Regions from separate parts of the Sus scrofa genome. Here region 2 is linked to region 1. The links are chromatin contacts, called in public Hi-C maps. All regions are on one chromosome and are shown on one strand. Each heading gives the region's core, a stretch centred on a gene start, on an enhancer-like site or on the middle of the called end of the contact. The rest is flanking DNA. Distances are from core to core; before and after follow the strand shown. Region 1 holds the start of ZXDC (ZXD family zinc finger C). Region 2 holds the start of SLC41A3 (solute carrier family 41 member 3).

Region 1 (2,852 bases), core at 13-2,512:
AATAAAGGTTTTCGAGATACAAAAACAAGGACCATACACCCGCGACTGTCCTTCCAGCTCCTAAGGTCTCGCCTGGGGCCAGATCGCCCTGCAGCCCGGAGCGCGAGCCTGAAAGTGGGACCGAGCTTTTCTAAACGATGAGACCTGCCTGGAAACTCAAACCTCTGGAAAGACACCTTGCGACCCCGTTAACCGGAAGCACCTTAAGAGAAGCGCTGCCTGCAGCCTGGGAAGGGCGCTGAGACGATCTGGGCTACCTCGCTGTCCCAACCTCGCAGCAACGCAGGGTTCAGGTGCAACCCCAAAACCCGGCAAGAAGAAACGCCGCGTGCTTGGCCCCCGCCGCCGCGCCGCTCACCGGGATAGTCGCACTTGTAGGGCCGCTCGGGCTCGAAGTGGCTGCGCTGGTGCGAGCTGAGCTTGGCATGCGTGGGGAAGCGCTCGGCGCACACCTCGCACTTGAACAGGCTCTCCTGCTCGTGGCCCTTCATGTGCGCCTTGAGGTTGTATACGGTGGTGAACTTCTTGCCGCAGCCGCCCACCGGGCAGCCAAAGGGCCGCAGCTTGTCGTGCGACTGCAGGTGCCGCTTGAGCTTGTAGGACGTGGTGAAGGCCCAGCCGCAGCCGTCCAGCGGGCACTTGAAGGGCCGCCGGCCCTGGCCGCCGCTGTGCGTCAGCAGGTGCACCTTGAGCTGGTGCTTCTTGGCGAAGAGGAGAGCGCACTGTGGCTCCGGGCAGCGGTAGCCGGGACCGGCGGGCGCGCGGCGGGCCTCGGCCGGACAGGCGGCCTCCCGGTCCGGCGGAGAACCCCGGGGCGGTGCAGCAAGCGCGAGGACGCCGCGCTCTAAGCGCACCACCAGGTCCTGGCCGCCGGCGGCCCCGGGGCTCGCGAGAGGCGCGCCGGTAGGGGAAACAAGGGCTTCGCCGCCGAGGGCCTGCGCTGGGCGCCCGGCCGGGCTCGCGGCGACGCTGGGCTCGGGCTCGGGCTCCAGCCGCCCCGGGGCCTCGGCCGCGCCGCGCGCCACTTCCAGCAGCACCACGAAGGAGTCGCCTCCGCCGCCGCCGCCGCCGCCGCCGGGGCCCGCTGGCCGGGCCTCTCCGCACTGCTGCCCCTGCGCGTCGTCCTCGGGGCTCCGCAGCAGCAGGAGACGGCGGCGCGCAGGGCCCGGAGCTCTGCGGGTCCGACCGGGGCCGCCCCCGAGCTGGGGTCCGCGCTGGGCCGGGGCCGGAGCCGGGGGGGCGAGCACCGCCGGCACGTCCATCTTGGGCCACAGCGCGTCCAGCCACCGCCTCACCGGAAGCCCCGCCCCACCCTCACGCCCTCCGTGCGCGACGCCGTGCGCGACGCCCGCGGGTCAACGCCAAAACCCGGCGCGTTGCAGGCCCGGCCCGAGGCGCGCGTGCGCGGGGCGGTGGGCGGGGCGAGGGCGTCCACCGGGGCGCGTGACGTCAGGGCTTCTCTCCGCGGGCGGTCCGGGGTTGGTAGAATCCCGGCCGGGTCACGCCCCCCTCGCTCCCCCGCCGCTCGTGTTGAGCGCGGGGGACCTGCGGTTAGAGGTCCAACCAACTCAACCAGCCTCCCCTCGCTTCTGGTACCTGCCTGGACCCACCGCGGCCTTCTCGGCCCCCGCCCCCGCCCCCCAGTCGCTCCTCTGCAGGTCGCGCTGCTGGTCTTCCGAAACGCGTGTCCGGCCGCACCTGCTCCCCAACTCGACCCCTCTCTGCAGTCCCACCGCCCCATGCGTCCCCCACTCCCGCTGGACGAGCAGGTTCCAACTTAGAGACTGCACTTAGGCAAGTCTGTCTCCAAAATGCACTCTCGCAGCGCCCCTCTTCCTTTGACAGCTCTCAGTGGCAGTAGTTTTATCGTCCCTTTCCTGCTAATTCATCGTGACTCTAAAATGAGGACCCCGTGAGGACAGGAGCCCTGTCCTCTTATTCACAGCTGTGACCGGGGGCGAGCAGAGAGGACTTTTAGTAGATGTATTGAATTGATGAATGCTTGATTATTAAAGTACTTTAAGAATAAGGTACTTCAATAATATTAAAAAGAATAGGACACATCCTCATATATACATAAGGATTTGTGCCAAAATACAAATTGCTCCACGACCATTCAGTGAAGGGACAACCTTTTCAATAAAGGGTACTAGGACAACTGGATATCCACGTACAACAGAATGGGTTTGGCCCTCTGCCTCCTACCAAAGGCAAAAAGCAACTCAAAATGGATATAAAGGCTATAACTACAAAACTACTAGAAGAAAACATAGATGTAGATCTGTATGACCTTGGATTAGGGGACAGGTTTCTTAGATTTAAAAACCAAAAGCACAACCAATTAAAGAAACAAATTGGCCATCAAAATTAAAAACTCTTTTGGGTCAAAGAATACAAACAAGAAAGTGAAAAGATAATCCACAAAATGGAGAAAAGTTTGCAAGTGATATATCTGATGGGGATCTACTATCCAAAATATTTTTTAAAAAACTCTTGTAACTCAATCACAAAAAGACAACCCAATTTAAAAATACACAAAAGACGTTAACAGACATCTTTCCAAAGAAAAAATAAAAGTGAAATGGGAAATGCAATACAAAACCACAATGAAATACCACTGCACACCTACTAGGTTAGCTGTAATTTTTTTGGGGGGTGAGGGGGCTGTGCCCATAGCATGCAAACATTCCCAGGCCAGGGATCGAACACCCACCACAGCAGCAACCTGAGCCACCACAGTGACAATACCAAATTCTTAACCCACTGCACCACAAGAGAACTCCCCAGATTCTTAACTCCTAGGCCACCAGAGAACTCCAAGGATGATTATAATGTTTTAAATGGATAATAAC
Region 2 (2,700 bases), core at 48-2,547, 100 kb before region 1:
TGGTTTTATTTTTCTTAAAGAATGAAGTGAAATGTTTCTTGTGCCTGTAACTATACTGAAGCAAGACAATCCCCCCCCCCAAAAGTTACAGAACCCAGGGCAAGGGTACCAGTAGGGGCCCACAAGCCAATTGTTTTCATAGGAACTGCAGATAAAACAAGCTGTAAAATGGAGTCATTCGAATTTCTGGCCTTGACAACCAACTTGGGAGGCCACTGGGGAAGGAATAGGCCCTGCTCCTGGACCCATTTCCTCTCCAGAGCACTGATCTGGGCACACATCCTACAAGGTGCTTGGAGTCAGTGGGGTAGCTGGAGCATGGCCTAGAAAACAGGACTACTGGCTAAAAAGGATATGACTCCTGTGCCATGGAGATGGCAGGAGGGGCCAAAGGATAGCTGACCCTCTGAAGCCCAGGTGCCTGGGAAGGTGTGTGTGCAGTTCCAAAACCAGGTATAGGTTAAGAAGGCCACAGGCCCCCCCCAAATACAGTGTGGGTGTGTTGTGACCCTGGAGGATGTTTCCACATGCAGAGTTGCTCTGCTGAAATAGTATCCTGCAGCATTTACCAGATCTTGTTAAATACCTGGCCTCCACCTGTTTGGGTGGCTTCCACCCTACGATTCAACTTCCCTCTCACCCTGAACAGGCTTCCAGCAAACCCCGCAGTTGCGCTTCTTCCCAGACCCCCCCCAAATCTCTCATCCCTCTTGCGACCTTGGCTAGAACAGGCCAACAGGACAGTTTTGAGTCCATTGGCGAAAACTATACCGGCCGGATACTGTTACCTTGTCAGGGGTGATACTGACATTATGGGAATGTTTGAAAAAACAGACCTTATCGATTAGATAAATAGACTCAAGTATTTAAAGGTGATATTTGCCTGTTTTAAAATTACTGGAGAAAATATGTGTGCCCGTGTGGGGGTGGGATTTAGATGGAAAAACAAAGCAGGACGCAGCGTGCCAATGCGTGCGGGGCCACTTCGCCACTCGGATACCCGGATACGACTGGGAAAAGCGGGTCCTCATGCCCCTTCTCTGGGCAGATCCGGCTCCCCTGCAGCCGCCTCGGGAGACACCCACCCCCAGGGGTGGGGGGGCCTCGCCTCAGGAATCCCAAGGAATCCGGCGGCGCGGGTAAACTTCAGGACCGCCTCCCCACCTGGAGGATCCCACCCTGCACCCCGGGAGGTGGGCGGTGATCAGCGCGGCCCGTCCCTCCCCCCGCCGCCCCGCCCCGCCCCGCCCCGCCCCAAAGGCCCTGCCTCCCCCCGCCCAGCCCCTCCCCGTCCCAGAGCCCCGCTGGGAGTTCCGGCCCCGCGCTGCCCAGCGGGCAGAGGGCGGCACCAGAACTTGAGGGCCTGAGGGCGGGGACACCGGGTCTCGGGGGCGGGCGGGGCTGGTCTGGCCCGGGGGCGGGCTTTGAGGACGGGCTGTCGCCCGCCTTCGCCGTGGCCCAAGCAGCCGCGCTCCTCCGCCCGCCTAGCAGCTTCCCGCCGCCGCCTGAGGGCATCCGGTAAGCGGTGCTCTGCGCCCTGTGTGGCCGAGGCGGGTGCGCGGAGGGGGCCAGCCCGGGGGTCGGAGGGGCCGGGCAGGGGTGCGCGAAGGGGTGGCGGCTCGGGGTCGCAGGGCCTGTGGCGGGGTGCGCGGAGGGCGCCCTGGGTCGGAGGGCCCGGGGTGGGGGGGGCAGGACAGACATAGTAGAGGAGGCAGGGCTGGGGGAGCAGGGGGCTGCCCGTGGCGGGAAAGGGGGGTCGGGGCGAAGGAACAGGGTGGGGACACTGATGAGCCCAAAGCCCTCCTTCAGGTAGCGCCCCCCTACTATTTCTGCGCCACCTGGCCCGCCCCCCTCCCCCACCCCCATCCCCATCCCCACCCCCATCACTGATCAGAAACTACCCAGGTGGGTCCAGCTCTGCTTGCCTTTTATGGCTCCTCCAGGTGATTCTGCTGCTGCTGGGGTTAAAACTGCTGACCTCAAACAGTAGAGCCTCTAAGGGGTTTGTGCCAGGGGTGGGAGATGGCCACGCGTCCTGTGATGCAAGTGCTTTATTCCACTTCATCTTTGCACCCTGTGGAGGCACAGAAATTTAACTGTAACTAGGACACAGGTACAGTACAGAGAGCTGAGATTCCAACCCTGCAGGCGGCTCCAGGGGGTCCCTCTGAAGCGGGGCACCTGTGCAGCCCAAAGGCAGTGGCCTCAAAGCCAGGTAGTGGGAGCCCAGTGGAGCTATTTGTCCCAGCGTCTCCCTCCCAATCAGTGGTCAGGAGTGGTCCTGCCTCCCTGCTTTGGGGTGCCCCAGCCTCAGACCTGATGTGCTGGCCCTGGGGCCACCAGAGGCCGTCTGCAGAGATGGGTGCTGAGGTCTCGGGGCTTCTTGGTGTCATGCTGGTCAGCACTGGCTGGGCTCAGGCCACCTGCAGGGAGGAAGGGTGTGAGCACAGAGAGCATGAGGTTGTGTTTCTGTAAGTGTGTCCTGAAGGGCAGAGGGGAAGCGTGAGGCTAGACGGTAACATGAGGTCAAGGGGGCTTGTTTTTGAGGCAAGTCCAGAGCATGTTCCTTTCCCACCCCACAGAGGTTGAGGGGACCTTGCAGATGGGCATGCAGAGAGGCTGCAGTGGGCCCTGGAGTGCAGGGGGCTGGCTTTCGGGCCTCTCCCCCCTCTGGTCTGCAGGGCATCAGTGCAGCAGCAG

What was found. A called contact is a pair of places that touch in the nucleus more often than the background predicts.
Region 2: a Hi-C map of liver shows a contact between it and region 1, with 2.9 times the contacts expected there. The contact joins the promoter of SLC41A3 here to the promoter of ZXDC in region 1. A contact is called at or near these places in 2 of 5 promoter capture datasets (fetal liver and liver), 3 of 47 Hi-C or Micro-C datasets (all in liver) and 2 of 2 datasets of contacts at active chromatin or transcription factors (alveolar macrophages and skeletal muscle).

Annotation. Positions count from the first base shown.
Region 1 is chr7:53,638,806-53,641,657 of Sscrofa11.1, reverse strand. It overlaps ZXDC (ZXD family zinc finger C), which reads right to left and starts at 1,262. Exons shown (of 10, transcript NM_001244222.1): 1 at 359-1,262. The coding sequence starts at 1,262.
Region 2 is chr7:53,739,630-53,742,329 of Sscrofa11.1, reverse strand. It overlaps SLC41A3 (solute carrier family 41 member 3), which reads left to right and starts at 1,297. Exons shown (of 11, transcript XM_021098942.1): 1 at 1,297-1,518.